2 separate regions of the Mus musculus genome follow, and region 1 is linked to region 2. A link is a contact called in public promoter capture Hi-C data. All regions are on one chromosome and are shown on one strand. Each heading gives the region's core, a stretch centred on a gene start, on an enhancer-like site or on the middle of the called end of the contact. The rest is flanking DNA. Distances are from core to core; before and after follow the strand shown. Region 1 holds the start of Rnf186 (ring finger protein 186). Region 2 holds the start of Pla2g2f (phospholipase A2, group IIF).

The links. Capture Hi-C pulls out chosen DNA fragments and counts their contacts.
Region 1: a promoter capture Hi-C map of pancreatic islet shows a contact between it and region 2. The contact joins the promoter of Rnf186 here to the promoter of Pla2g2f in region 2. A contact is called at or near these places in 3 of 39 promoter capture datasets (hippocampal neurons, maxillary cranial neural crest and stem cell-derived epiblast-like cells) and 1 of 9 other capture datasets (pancreatic islet).

The regions. Positions count from the first base shown.
Region 1 is chr4:138,964,733-138,971,260 of GRCm38.p6, forward strand. Rnf186 (ring finger protein 186) reads left to right here and starts at 2,387. Exons shown (of 1, transcript NM_025786.4): 1 at 2,387-3,633. The coding sequence starts at 2,581. The coding sequence ends at 3,261.
Region 2 is chr4:138,754,965-138,760,733 of GRCm38.p6, forward strand. Pla2g2f (phospholipase A2, group IIF) reads right to left here and starts at 2,634. Exons shown (of 5, transcript NM_001360875.1): 1 at 2,397-2,634; 2 at 1,743-1,795. The coding sequence starts at 1,782.

The DNA of each region.
Region 1 (6,528 bases), core at 1,137-3,636, 210 kb after region 2:
AGAGCTGAGAGTTCCATGTCTTCATCTAAAGGCTGCTAGTGGAAGACTGACTTCCAGGCAACTAGGGTGAGGGTCTTAAAGCCCACACCCACAATGACACACCTACTTCAAGGTCACACCTATTCCAACAAGACCACACCTCCAAATAGTGCCACTCCCTGGTCCAAGAATATACAAACCATCACACACAGGGTTTCATCCTTAAGCTTGGAAACCCAGGAGAAAACCATCACCGCCCCCCCCAGCCCCCACTGCAACACACACACACACACACACACACACACACACACACACACACACACACACACGTTCCCATAGAAGCCCCAGAGTCCAATCTCATTGGTGTTGCTTAAATCATGTGCTAGACCAGAACCAATAATTGCAGCCAGCCAGATGGAATCTCACACCATCAGTCAGTCTCCACCCTGAATCCCATGACGTGTCCCCCATCCTGTCCCCATTCCCCTACCTCTCTAGGAACCTGCCCACCACCGCATCTCCCTCAGACCAATATAAGAGGGTTTGGGGGCAGCAGTGATCACTCAAAGTGAAGACAGGCCACTGTCATCTGAAAACATTCTGTACACAGACACCCAGGGCTACGGCCAGGAGCCTTTCTACGAACCTGGTAGAAACTGGGGTAGAAAGAAATCCCCGCTGACCCAGCCTAAGGCAGAAAGAATGGAAACTGGGGCTGGGATCCAGAGTGAGGGGACCCTGAGGGGGGAACAAAGCAAGAACAGGCAGCCTCTGCCTGCTGGAGGCTCCACACACATAGACTGAACCTGTGGCAGGCACAGCCCCTCGGGGTAGAGGGAAGGGTTTAACCCAAGAAGCTTGACACCAGTAGCCACTGACAAGCCATCTCTGGATTCACTGTGGTGCTAGTTGTTGTTCTTGTTTTTTGTTGTTGTTGTTGTTTGTTGTGAGGGAAGGGACATCTATCCCAGCTTGCTCTCTCTCTCTCTCTCTCTATATATATATATATATTATAAGGGAAATAAGGGAACACCATTATCACAGACCCCATTACAGATGGTTGTGAGCTACCATGTGGTTGCTGGGAATTGAACTCAGAACCTCTGGAAGAGCAGTCAGTCCTCTTAACTGCTGAGCCATCTCTCTAGCCCCCATCCCAGCTCTCTCATTCCAGGCATGGTGAGGGGGACAGAATTTCATGACTGCCACACTTCGTCCCCTCTACCATGCCACATGGAGTCCTACCAGCTTAAGCCAGCCACCCAGAGGCCAATAGAATCTTCATGGATTGACATGGCTGAGTTCCACGAGACTGGGAACCAGACCTTGGACATGGCAAGATCCTGCCCCTGTGGTAGGCCCCTTGGCAGGCAGCCAACAAGCCAACACCCTGCCCCTGTGCCCAGACCTTTCTTACAGAGCTGGCATTCTAGGAGACCACAGGTGAGGACCCAGGCCGGGAGAGCTGGCTCTTAGAAGACCCAAATAACAGCAGTTTATGCTTATGCCTGGGTGCCTAGAGCCAGGGGTCTGTTCCCGCGGTGCACTGACAGGAGAGATAAATACCTGGGAACCGGAAGCTGCTAATGCAGCTGTGAGGATGACAAGAAACTGAATGGGCCAATGTGTGCTTGTTAGTTTCGGTTTTCTGTTCAGACTTTCCTGTCCCCAACACTTCGCCCAATCTCTCTTTCTCTTTTTTCCTAATGCCACCCATTTGCCCATGTTTTCAAGGCACAAACACTCTCTTCTGCATTGAGTCTGAAATCTAGAAGGTCTGGAGGCCTTTCTCAGAGGGATGCTTCCCAGTCACCCTCATCAGGACCACAGAGATGTTGGAGAGCTTTACAGTTGTTTACACCCCATCCGGGCCTGACACATCTACCCCTCTGTGCCTCGGAGCCTGGTACTCTGCATTTTTAAAGGCTGATGAGATGTCTCAGCAAGTATGCCAGCAATTGTGACACCCTAAGTTCTACCCCGCAGAACCCCCCTCGTTACACAAGAGAACTGACTCTTTCAAGTCCCTTGACCGCCACATGTGGACCATGAAGACATGTGTCACATGCCTACACCGGCACACACAGAGAATAAATGTAATTTCTAAAGGGTTGTGGGGTTTCTGCTCATTTCCCTACACCAGGGCTTTGATTGGCCAGGGGTGGAGGTGGAGGTGGGGATGGGGTGTCACTGGTGCGCTCCAGAGCGTAGTAGTAGAGACAGCGTCCCTGTCGGTTGTCATGTAGACACTCACCAGGCATGGCCCCAACAGGAAAGTCCTGATTCATGAGACTCCACCCACTTTGGCCCTTCTATCAGGTAATTCAAAGTCTCCAGGTCTCCAAGTTACTGATTAACCCTGGGTTTCGAGTAAAGAAATAATAATAACTGAAGGACCAACATAAGCGGAGAAACAAGCAGGGCAACCAAGGGAGCAAGATGCCAGACATCGGTTGTCAGCAGGTACCCGCAGAGAGCAGAAGGGAGACTGGAAGCGTCCCCACAGGACCGGAACCCATGCAAGTCCTGGCAGCTCCGGTGGATGTCGCATGCGGATGCCCGTGCGCGGATCAGCCTTGTCCCTCCACCTCTGTACCCAGAATGTCCTGCACTGAGGCCCCACAGCCTATCCCAGCGGGTACCACCACCACCAGCACCATCATTGCCTTGGGGCCCACCGGGCGGCTCAGCATCTCTGTGGAGGGTGACCTGGAATGCTTGGTGTGCCGAGAGCCCTACAACTGTGCTCGGTCCCCCAAGCTGCTTAGCTGTCAGCACACCTTCTGTGCCGTATGCCTGAAGCTTCTGCTATATGTGCAGGAAGACACCTGGTCCATCCCCTGTCCGCTGTGCCGAAAGGTCACTGCTGTCCCGGGAGGCCTCATCTGCAGCTTGCGAGACCAGGAGGCGATGGTGGGGCGTCTGGCCCTGCCATGCCCAGAGGTGCGCCTATGTCCTCAGAGGCTAGTGGGTTCTGCCGCTTCAGCAACTCGGCCAGCCAACTGGACAGGAGAAGAAGAACAGGACACTGTAAGTGTCAACCGTGTAGCTGCCCGGCGCCTGGCTGTACACTTGCTCTTGTTGGCTCTTGTCATTGTCCTTATCCTGCCTTTCATCTACCCGGGTGTCATCCGGTGGGTGTTGGCCTTTGTCATTGCTCTGGCTCTCCTGATGTCCACCCTATTCTGCTGTCACCCCCAGAGCCAGAACAGCAACTGGCTTTGCCCCAGGACTCTGTTCTGCAGAGAGCAAAAGCAAACCCAGATCACTTCTATTGCCTGAGAACTCTGGATCCCTACAGGCCCAGTGCTGCCAAGGTTCCCTCCTCCCCCAGACCTCACAGTCTGCATGGGTAAGGGGCTAGGGGCCGCCTTTCAAAATCACATTCGAACTGGACTTGCGTGTCAAAGCCAGACTGGCCATGTTGGATCAAGGATTCTGTGCTGGAACAGTGGGATCGCACCTGCCTGTTCCTGTGTAGCATAGGAAGGAAAGGGGGAAAGAGAGGAGACACCCCCTGAATGAGTGACTCAAGGGTGGTGGGGTCCCTACCCCTATTCCAGAGCTCCTAAGTTTTGTATATATCCCTTTGTACACATATTGGGACATTGGCCTTACTACAAAGCAAATAGAACCAGGTCTCTTTTGTAATCCATGTAGCTGGCTTCATTTTTTTTAAATTTGGGCTTTGATGTTTTGTGTCCTGGGAAGTTTGTGACCATCTCTAGCCATTGCCCACTTTCCCTCCTGGGGTGCCAGAGCCCAAGGGGATACTGCCAGGTTTTCCCCAGGGTTGCTTGCTACACTGATCCCAAACCTTCCATGCCAAAAGTCTCCTTACGGTTTCCCACAGGGTCCACCCCAGGGTGGAGTACACATGGAATTGGAATTGTAAAGTGGGGAGAGGGTATCCGAGGATCAGCAGACAGAGATGGGGAGGTGTGGAGAGGGTGGGTCCAGGAATTGTCCTTAGGATCTACGCTGAGATCACCAGTTGCGTACCATGAGGGCTTGACTCAGAGAATCTCAGGGGACATGGACACACACACACACACACACACACACACAGAGACAGAGAGAGAGACAGAGAGAGAGAGAGAGAGAGAGAGACTCAGCTCTCCATCAGACTCCCAGACTCACATGACAGAACGAAAGCTTTCCAGATGGCGCCTCTCTTCTTATCACATCTACGGCCCTATTTGCTCCTTTGTCATAAAGATAAAACATCTCGTAAATGCAACGGTCCTCGGCGGTGTCACCCCACCTCAGCCTCAGAGCGGCAGTCGCTAGAAAGGTCCTTGGGTCATCTCTTCAGGACTATTTGGGCTTCTTTTTTCATGCAGCGCGGGGGGGGGGGGGTGGGAATCCACCCTCAGAAATGAGCCCTGGTGGGTTCAAGCAAAGAGGAAGTGGGAGAGCAAGAAGCCCAGTGTGGGAGCTGGAAGTTTGTCTCGGAGAGTCCCTGTGATCAGACTTAAAACTCTGGAGGGACTCCCCAGGCCTTGTGCACTGTCCTTTCCCATTCACCCCATTTCCTGCAGTAGGAGACTAACAGGAGGGCACAGTTCATGGTGACAGGACCTTTGTCAGGAGAGATGAGAGGACTCTGCCACTGGATCCTTGGGTGCCTGGCCCTGGTCAGTGGTCACATGCTGTTGAGCAAGGTCTTTGGCTCTCTGCTTCCCTTTTCTCAGACTGAGTTAAGTCTGACTCCGTTAGTCCTAAGATTCCCTGGATGTCCCAACTGCTCAGGGCCTGGTTGAGCCACAAGCCGATCGATGGAGGGGCCATATGCTTCTGAACGCCTGTGAGGAGGTCACATCAAGGGCTCCTTCTGTCTGACTGTGTGTCAGGCTGAGGGTAGAGTTCAGCGGTAAAATGTTTGCCTGGAATGTGTGAAGCCCTAGGTCCAGTCATCCCCAATGCAATTCACAAAATAAATACCAAAGCGAGCAAGAACATGAGTGCAGTATACTGCCTTGAAAAAGGCAGTGACTTCTTATTTTTCTTATAAGGCCAGACAATTCCCAGTGCAGCGAGAGTGTTGAGGGTGTGCATGAGCTCCGGTTCTCACAGGCAGCCAGCATAGTCCTGAAGAACACCCTTTCCCAGAGGGTGAACAGACGGCATCTCTCCTGTTGGCCTCTTGTGTGTGACATTTGGGATGACTGCCAGGCAGACAGCAAAAGAACGTTGTCTCCCCACCTACTCCTCCAGGCCCGTTTTACTTCCTGGAGACAAAATCCACCCCAGAGTTTTCAGTTGGTCAAGGAAATACTTTGTTACCATTTGGTGGGAGAGTGTTTGCCCAGTACTCATAAGACAGGCAGGCGTTTCCCTAACTGACACGTTATGGCTTCCTGACAGCCTTGTGGCGCTGAACCACTCACTGTGTTCCCTCTCGTGCAGAGGAAGACACTGAGATCAGACAGGTGAATCTACCTGCTTAAGGTTGCACGGTCAGTCTATGCTAGAGATTTTAGGAATTAGCCCAGATTTAGCAATGTGAATCCTCCTTTGTGAATAGAACGAACCTAAAATCTGATCGCTGCCTATGGGTGTGGGAGAAATGTCACAGAAAATATGAAATGAACTACAGGAACCGTGGGGATTCAGAGATGAGCAGGTTGCTGAAGGAAGAAAGATTAAAAAGCAGGCTGGGCTTGCTGACTACCCCTCTCCAGGCTTCGCTGCTTGGAATCCCACAGGTGAGAACACTGGAGTCCCAGGCTTGAAGAATGCCCTCATTTGATCAAATAACTACTGCCCCGTGTCTTAGCTTGGGACCTAGACCCACAGCCCCTGTCATTCCTGGCTTAGGGTGGGTCCCAGCCAAGGTATCTTTGGGGTCCCTGGGCAAAGATATTCTAATACTACTGTCTCTTTGAAGATGACCTGGTCCCAACCATCTTCTGGAACATCAGAGCTTGGGGACAAGAGTACAGGCAAGGTCACTGCTGCCCTGGAGTGGGCAGAGAAGTCAGGCAGTGCTGCAGGGGGATGTGAGTGGAAAGGACAGGCAAGAGGCCTCGAGTGCAGGGCCAGGCTCTGGTCCACACTGAAGGTCTGAACCTTCTTTCATCCCCTTGGAAATGAGAGGGTAGCTCTAGGTTCATGGAGAGACCCTGCCTTGAAGGAAAAAGTGGAAAGTGACAGAACTGGATACCTGATATCCTCCTCTGACCTAAAAAGAGGGACGGGGCTATACTTCCAAAGTTCAACACTCATTCCAGATCCTGGGGCCAACCTCCAATAAAGACAAGAGAACCTTTGACATCCCTCCCGTAATATGATACATTTTAAAAGTCTGAGACAAATACCCTGGTGATACAAAATTCATTATTAGCTAGTACATAGCCACATGTTAAAAGGCCTTAAATCACTCAGGGAGAACACTATCCTCACTTCTTTCTGTGGAGAGGCCCGTTTGCTGCCCTCAGACTCTAAAAGCAGGGCCCGCAGGGCCCACTCCTTCATTATGGATGTCAAGGGAAGGAACCTGCCAGGCCAGGGCCCTGCCACCGAGCTGTAGCCTTCCTCGCCTTTTTA
Region 2 (5,769 bases), core at 1,384-3,883:
ACTCTCTTTATGACCTCTGTCTGGTGTCTCTGTGGCTCAAGGGGAGCAGGGTCCCTGCCTGCACTCCTGGCGTAGGTGTGTCTCAGCACAGAGCACACACAGAGGAAGTCACTTCTGCCACCATCTACCTCAGCTTCCAGGCATGGTCAGGCCCTCTAGCCATCTGTCCCTCCTTCCTGTCGACTGTTTCCCTCTCTGTGGTCCCTTGTAGGGTGTGGCTCTCACTGAGCTATCTGTCCAGAGTCAGTGCATCGAGCCTGGGGCCTGCAGTCCCTACCTGGGTGAAGCCACTCACATCTTCCACCCCCACCTCCTGCAACACACACACACCAACAGGAGGGAGGTCTTATCCCCATTTGCAGGATGAGAAAACTAAGGCTCAAAGAGTAAACAGGCTTACTCAGGTGGCACAGGCTCATAGTTGCAGAGTTCAGGTAGGAGCCTGGTCTGTTGTCCTTAGCCGGATGCTAAGCCAGACGGTGTGGAGCCTGTGTGCATGGAACTTCCACTCTGGCCTGCTCCAGTTGCACCTGGAGTTAGGCACCCAGCTCAGTACCTGCCCCCTGCCCACCCCACATCCTTCAGCCTCAAAGATAAGGAAATGTTCTGAGAGACAGGAAGCCCAGGATCAGAGAGCTGGAGACTGGATAGATTCCAGCAAGCCTTGGAGCACCTGGTTGTCACTGTGAGCCCTGACTGTCTCCTCCCCTGACTTGGAAGCGCTATCTCTTATTGTAGCTGCAGGCATCTTACCCTGGGGGCAGGGTATATGCAGTACCAGGCTCCTGGCCGTCAACTGTCAGCTCTCACAGCATGAGAGTAAGAAACATATATGATTATGCAACGGACACACACACACACTTGCTATACACAAAGCCATCACATATGGCACTCAGGAAAATCAGCTTATACAGAACTAAGACTGTGTTCACAGGCAGAAGAAATAGCTCATGTTTAGTCTCCTGGGACCAGTGGTTTGGGAGAGACAGGAGGGGTTGTTTTCTAAATGACAGGTCACTTTGTCTGACTGCATCAGCCCTTTCTTGTGTTTGGCCACAATGAACCCATCATTGGGGATGCAAGGTAAAGTCAGGCTTGTGTTAGGAGCCTCACTCAGCCGTGCTTCTGCTCCAGGAAGCCCTGGGTATCAGCCCTAGGACAGAAGGCACACAACACATACCCACGCATGAGCACACACACACACATGCTCATGTAGAGCTACGCTGTGTCTCATTGTCACTCACACACTGTTGACACAGACATCACAATGAACACGGACGTTCACGGAGATGCCAGCCAGCAGTGAGCCGAGTTTTACTGAGGTGTGGGGCCTACAGACATCGCGTATGCTCAGACACACCTACACTCATGCACAGACACGCATCTAGCTGCGCACAAACTCATTAACTCCTGCCAGCACGGAAAGTCACTAATACATATGCTCGGACTCACAATGATAGCAAACACTGCTAGTTTACGAGGCTTGCTCAGCACCTGCCCAGCATAGCTCATTAAAAAAAGGAGGCTACTGGCTTGTTTACAGGTGCCCAGAACTAAACAGCCCCCAGAGGACAGGATGAAGCCTGACAGGGAAGTGGAGAGGCCCAGAGAGAGGAAGGACTTGTTTTCCAGTGGTACAACACAGGCACCCACAACACAGGCATCCACGTTTCTAGGAAAAGGCTGGGGAGGTGGGGGTGGGGAACAGGAAATCAGAAAGGTCTCCCGGGAGCCATGCTCACCACTGCCGGCCAGGACTGCGATGGCAAAGAATTTCTTCATACCCAGGCTGGACCTGAGAGAGAGGAATAGCCATCCTGAGCCCTCCTCTCCAGCTGCCCGTAGCCTGTCCCACCCAAGGCCTCACCCATGCTTTCTCTTGCCCAAGTTACTGTCACCCAGCCCTCTGATCAACACCTCCCCACCTGGCCTGTGTCTCCTGGGAAGGACACATCCCGGAGTGGCAGAGCCACCAGAACCAATTTCAGCTCCAACTTTGAGCCCCAAGATAGGAAGCCATTGTCATGCATCAGAGCCAGCTCTCTTGAGTCCATACTCTAAGGAGTCCTAGGACCCTAGTCATGGGGACCCCACCTGGCAATTGGATCTTAAAACCTAAAACCAAGGGCCCTGGGTCACTGGAGTCTAGTTCCAGCTCTGCAGATGCTGAGTGACCACAGGCACAGAGATCTCTCAGCCTCTCTGAGCTTCAAGAACAAAATGAAGTTGACTAAATGGTCCCGACGTCCTTCTAGCACTAGACACAGCTGGCAGCACTAGACTCAGCGTGCAGAAGCTCAGAGATCTTTCTGGAGAACGGACTCCGGGAATAGATCCCTTACCTCGCCGCTGCCTCTCTCCGTGGAATGGTCCGTTCCAGGGCAGCAAGCACCTACCTGGAGGTTTTAGAGGGAGAGGCCCTGAGGCTTGGGCTCTTCCGTCCAGTGGAGTGTTTAACCAGCGCCTTCTTCCTGAACCCTTTGGGGTTGGCCTGTGCCCCATCTGCCATGTCGTGGATTTTGGAAGGCCACCGACATAGAGCTTGAGAGGTCCTTAATATGCCCAAAAGTCTCTGGAGAGCAGGCCCCAGCTTCACGCTGTCACGCACAACAAGCAGGGTAGTGCCGGGGCAATGGCCCTGGGCAGGAGGCAGATGACAGATGTCCTAGAAACTGGCTCCACCTCCTCCCTCCCACTGATACAGCCCTTCCCACACCCGGCTGGTAAAATTCCTACCCCACATCAGCCTACCCACCCCCTTGGGCTTGGGAGTGGGGTTTATCGATCAAGAATTAGTCCCACCCCCTGCACCTGAAGCAAGGGCTGAGCTCACCCCATCCCCAGCTGGAAGATGCTAAGGAAAATGTTACCCAACACTTGTCTGAGAAAAACAAAAGGTACTTTCTTCAAGGGACCTTCCTGTAGGGAATACCACATTAGGGCCTTACAGTGAGCACGTGGGATTGGGCTCTTCCAAATACAAGGCTAAGAGAGTTAAGTTCCCAGAATGCACAAGGGTCTGAATCCGGCACGAAAGAAACCCAGTTATGGTGGCACGTGCCTGTAGCCCTGGCACCTGGCAGATGGAGTCAGGAGAAGCAGAGTTCAAGTTCATCTTCATCTATATAGCAAGTTCCAGGTTACCCTGGCCAACATAAGACCATGTCTCAAGAGAATGGGGAGTGGAGAAGAGCCGGAACGTTGCCTCAGTGGTTAAGGGCACTTGCTGTTCTTGCAGAGGACCTGAGTTCAGTTCCCAGCACCCACATTGCAGCTCACAACTGCCTATAACTCCAGCTTCATGGAATCCTGCATCCTCAGGCACCAGGCATACGAGTGGTCCATACACAGACACAGACACACACAGAGACACACACACACACACAGACACACACACAGAGTCATGTGCGCAAAGCATTCATACACATAAAAATAAATAGAACCTGGCATGATAGCTCAGTAGTTAAAGGCACTCATTGCCCTTGCAGAGGACCCAGGTTGAATTTCCAGCACCCACGTGGTGTCTCACAACCATCTGTAATTCCCCTTCCTGGGGCTCCGATCGATGCCTCTTGTAACTTTAAGTGCAGTACACATGCATGCACTTAGGCACATACACATAAAATAAGATATAATTTTTTTAAAAGCTGGGTATGGCGGTGCACACCTTTAATTTCAGTGACTTGGAAGGCAGAAGCAGCCAGATCTCTGAGTTCTAGGCCAACTGGTCTACAAAGTGAGTTTCATGGCAGCCAGGGCTACACAGAGAAACCCTGTCTCAAAAAACAAAAACAAAAAAAAACCAACAAAAAACAAAATAAATCAATCAAATATATACGTTTTTTATGTTTTTATTTTTAAAGAAAAAAGAAGTAAATGAAACCAGGAGAAGAGAAGGGTTTGTGGGTACAAATCATGGAGAGACTGTGGCAGGGCAGAGGTTCCAGCTAAGCTGCCTGGACAGCTTTTCCTGGAGAAATCGGGGTGATCAGGCATTACCCCAGAGAGTGTCAGAAGCCGAGGGGCTCCTCAGATATGAGAGCTGTCAGAGAGGAATGGCAGAAATCCCAGCTGAACCATCTTAACAGGACTGCAGCTAAAAATGGACACTGCGGAGACTCACATCAGAACCTAACCTTCAGAGCCCAGCTCAGAAGAGAGTTCAGAGGAACCCAAGTCTGCCCGAGTGAAGGAGACTTGCTGATAAGGGGGATTTACGTGGACACATACCTGTCCCCTGTCCAGATGGACAGAATCCCCCTCATATCTGAAAGAGGGCTCCAGCCATTCATGAGCATGTGGGTGGCCATCTCCCGCAGGCTGAGACCGGAGGTGATCCAGCACGTGCATGTGGTAGAAAGCCCCCAGCATCATCATGAGCAAGGCCTTTTGGGGTTCTTTTTGACCCTGTCCTGGTGGGTAGCAACCACACTCAATGTGGCCATCTAGAACACTCCAGGGCTTCAAACAGCACCCCTGGCCTCCAGCAACAGCTCTCCTAATTCTCATTCTCTCTCTCTCTCTCTCTCTCTCTCTCTCTCTCTCTCTCTCTCTCTCTCTCTCTCTCTCTCTCCCTCTCTCCCTCCCTCCCTCTCCCTCTCCCTCTCCCTCTCCCTCTCCCTCTCCCTCTCTCTCTCTCTCTCTCTCTCTCTTTCACACACCCACCCCAAAAATGTCTTTGAAAATCACTATAAGCTCCCTGAGTGGTACCATAGTCTCTGGCGGAAGGTCTGCTGAGTCAGGGGACTAGCATCAGTTTGTTTGTGTGTGTGTCTGGTCTCTGTCATTACTGTCTACTGTGTGGGCTTAGAAAAGAAGGGGGGGGCTGAGATCCAGGGGCTGCCTGAGCAGGCTGAGCAGGGACAGATCCTCCATCTCCAGGCTGAAGACCTTGGCCATTGGGTCTCCTTCCCTGTTCTGTGCCCTCCTCATCTGTGAAGTCAGGATGCCAAGGCCTCCTTCCAGAAATTGTAACCGCCATGAGCAAGCTCTCATTCTTTGGGGCATACATGGGGCTCTGTTTTAAAAACTGGATGGAGTGAACTGGCTTGGGAAAATAGTCCTGTTGGAAAAGGTATTCAATGTGATCCCTTCAGCCACACATCTCTCCTCCTCCAGTGTTTCCAATCCTGTTGGCAAGGGTCCCCCAAAGTGGCTCTTCCTCTTCAGGACTTTCAGACTTCCTATTCTGGCTGTCCCAAGCCACTGGGGCTATCTCAGGCATCCTTCATTGTCCCCTACCCATCCCCTAACCCCCCCCCCCCCTTCCAGGTTTCTTGTCTGTAGGAAGGTTCCTCCTCTCCCCAGGGAGTCCCTGGCAGCCTCCAGCCACACATCCCCACACGTGAAGGCTCTAATTTGTATCTGGAAATGCGTTCCTTTGCAGGTTCCTGTATGTTTTGGTTTATGGACCTTGACACAGGTTGGGGATCCCAGAGAGCAGGAGCCCTTATTTTCTCAAGGAGCCCCAGGATTTCCCTAGATGACAATGGCTTGTTCTACCATCACAGACTGGCAATGGCAAAGCCGGTCGATATTGCTGTCTGTGTCTGCAGGGAGCCAAGTTCTAATTTTATGCCCACGTTTGCATCCATCTCTCATGAAGATCACTGAACTTTAAAGAAGACAGAGCTTCCAGGCTGCAGGAGCCGAGAGTGCCTGCACTCAGGATGTGGCCAAGACCTGGGACCCTAGAAAGCCACTTTGTGCCCTGAAATTCTGGTGGAGGAGCAAGTCAGCAGGTCAAGCAGGTCCTTCCCGGGGCCTGGC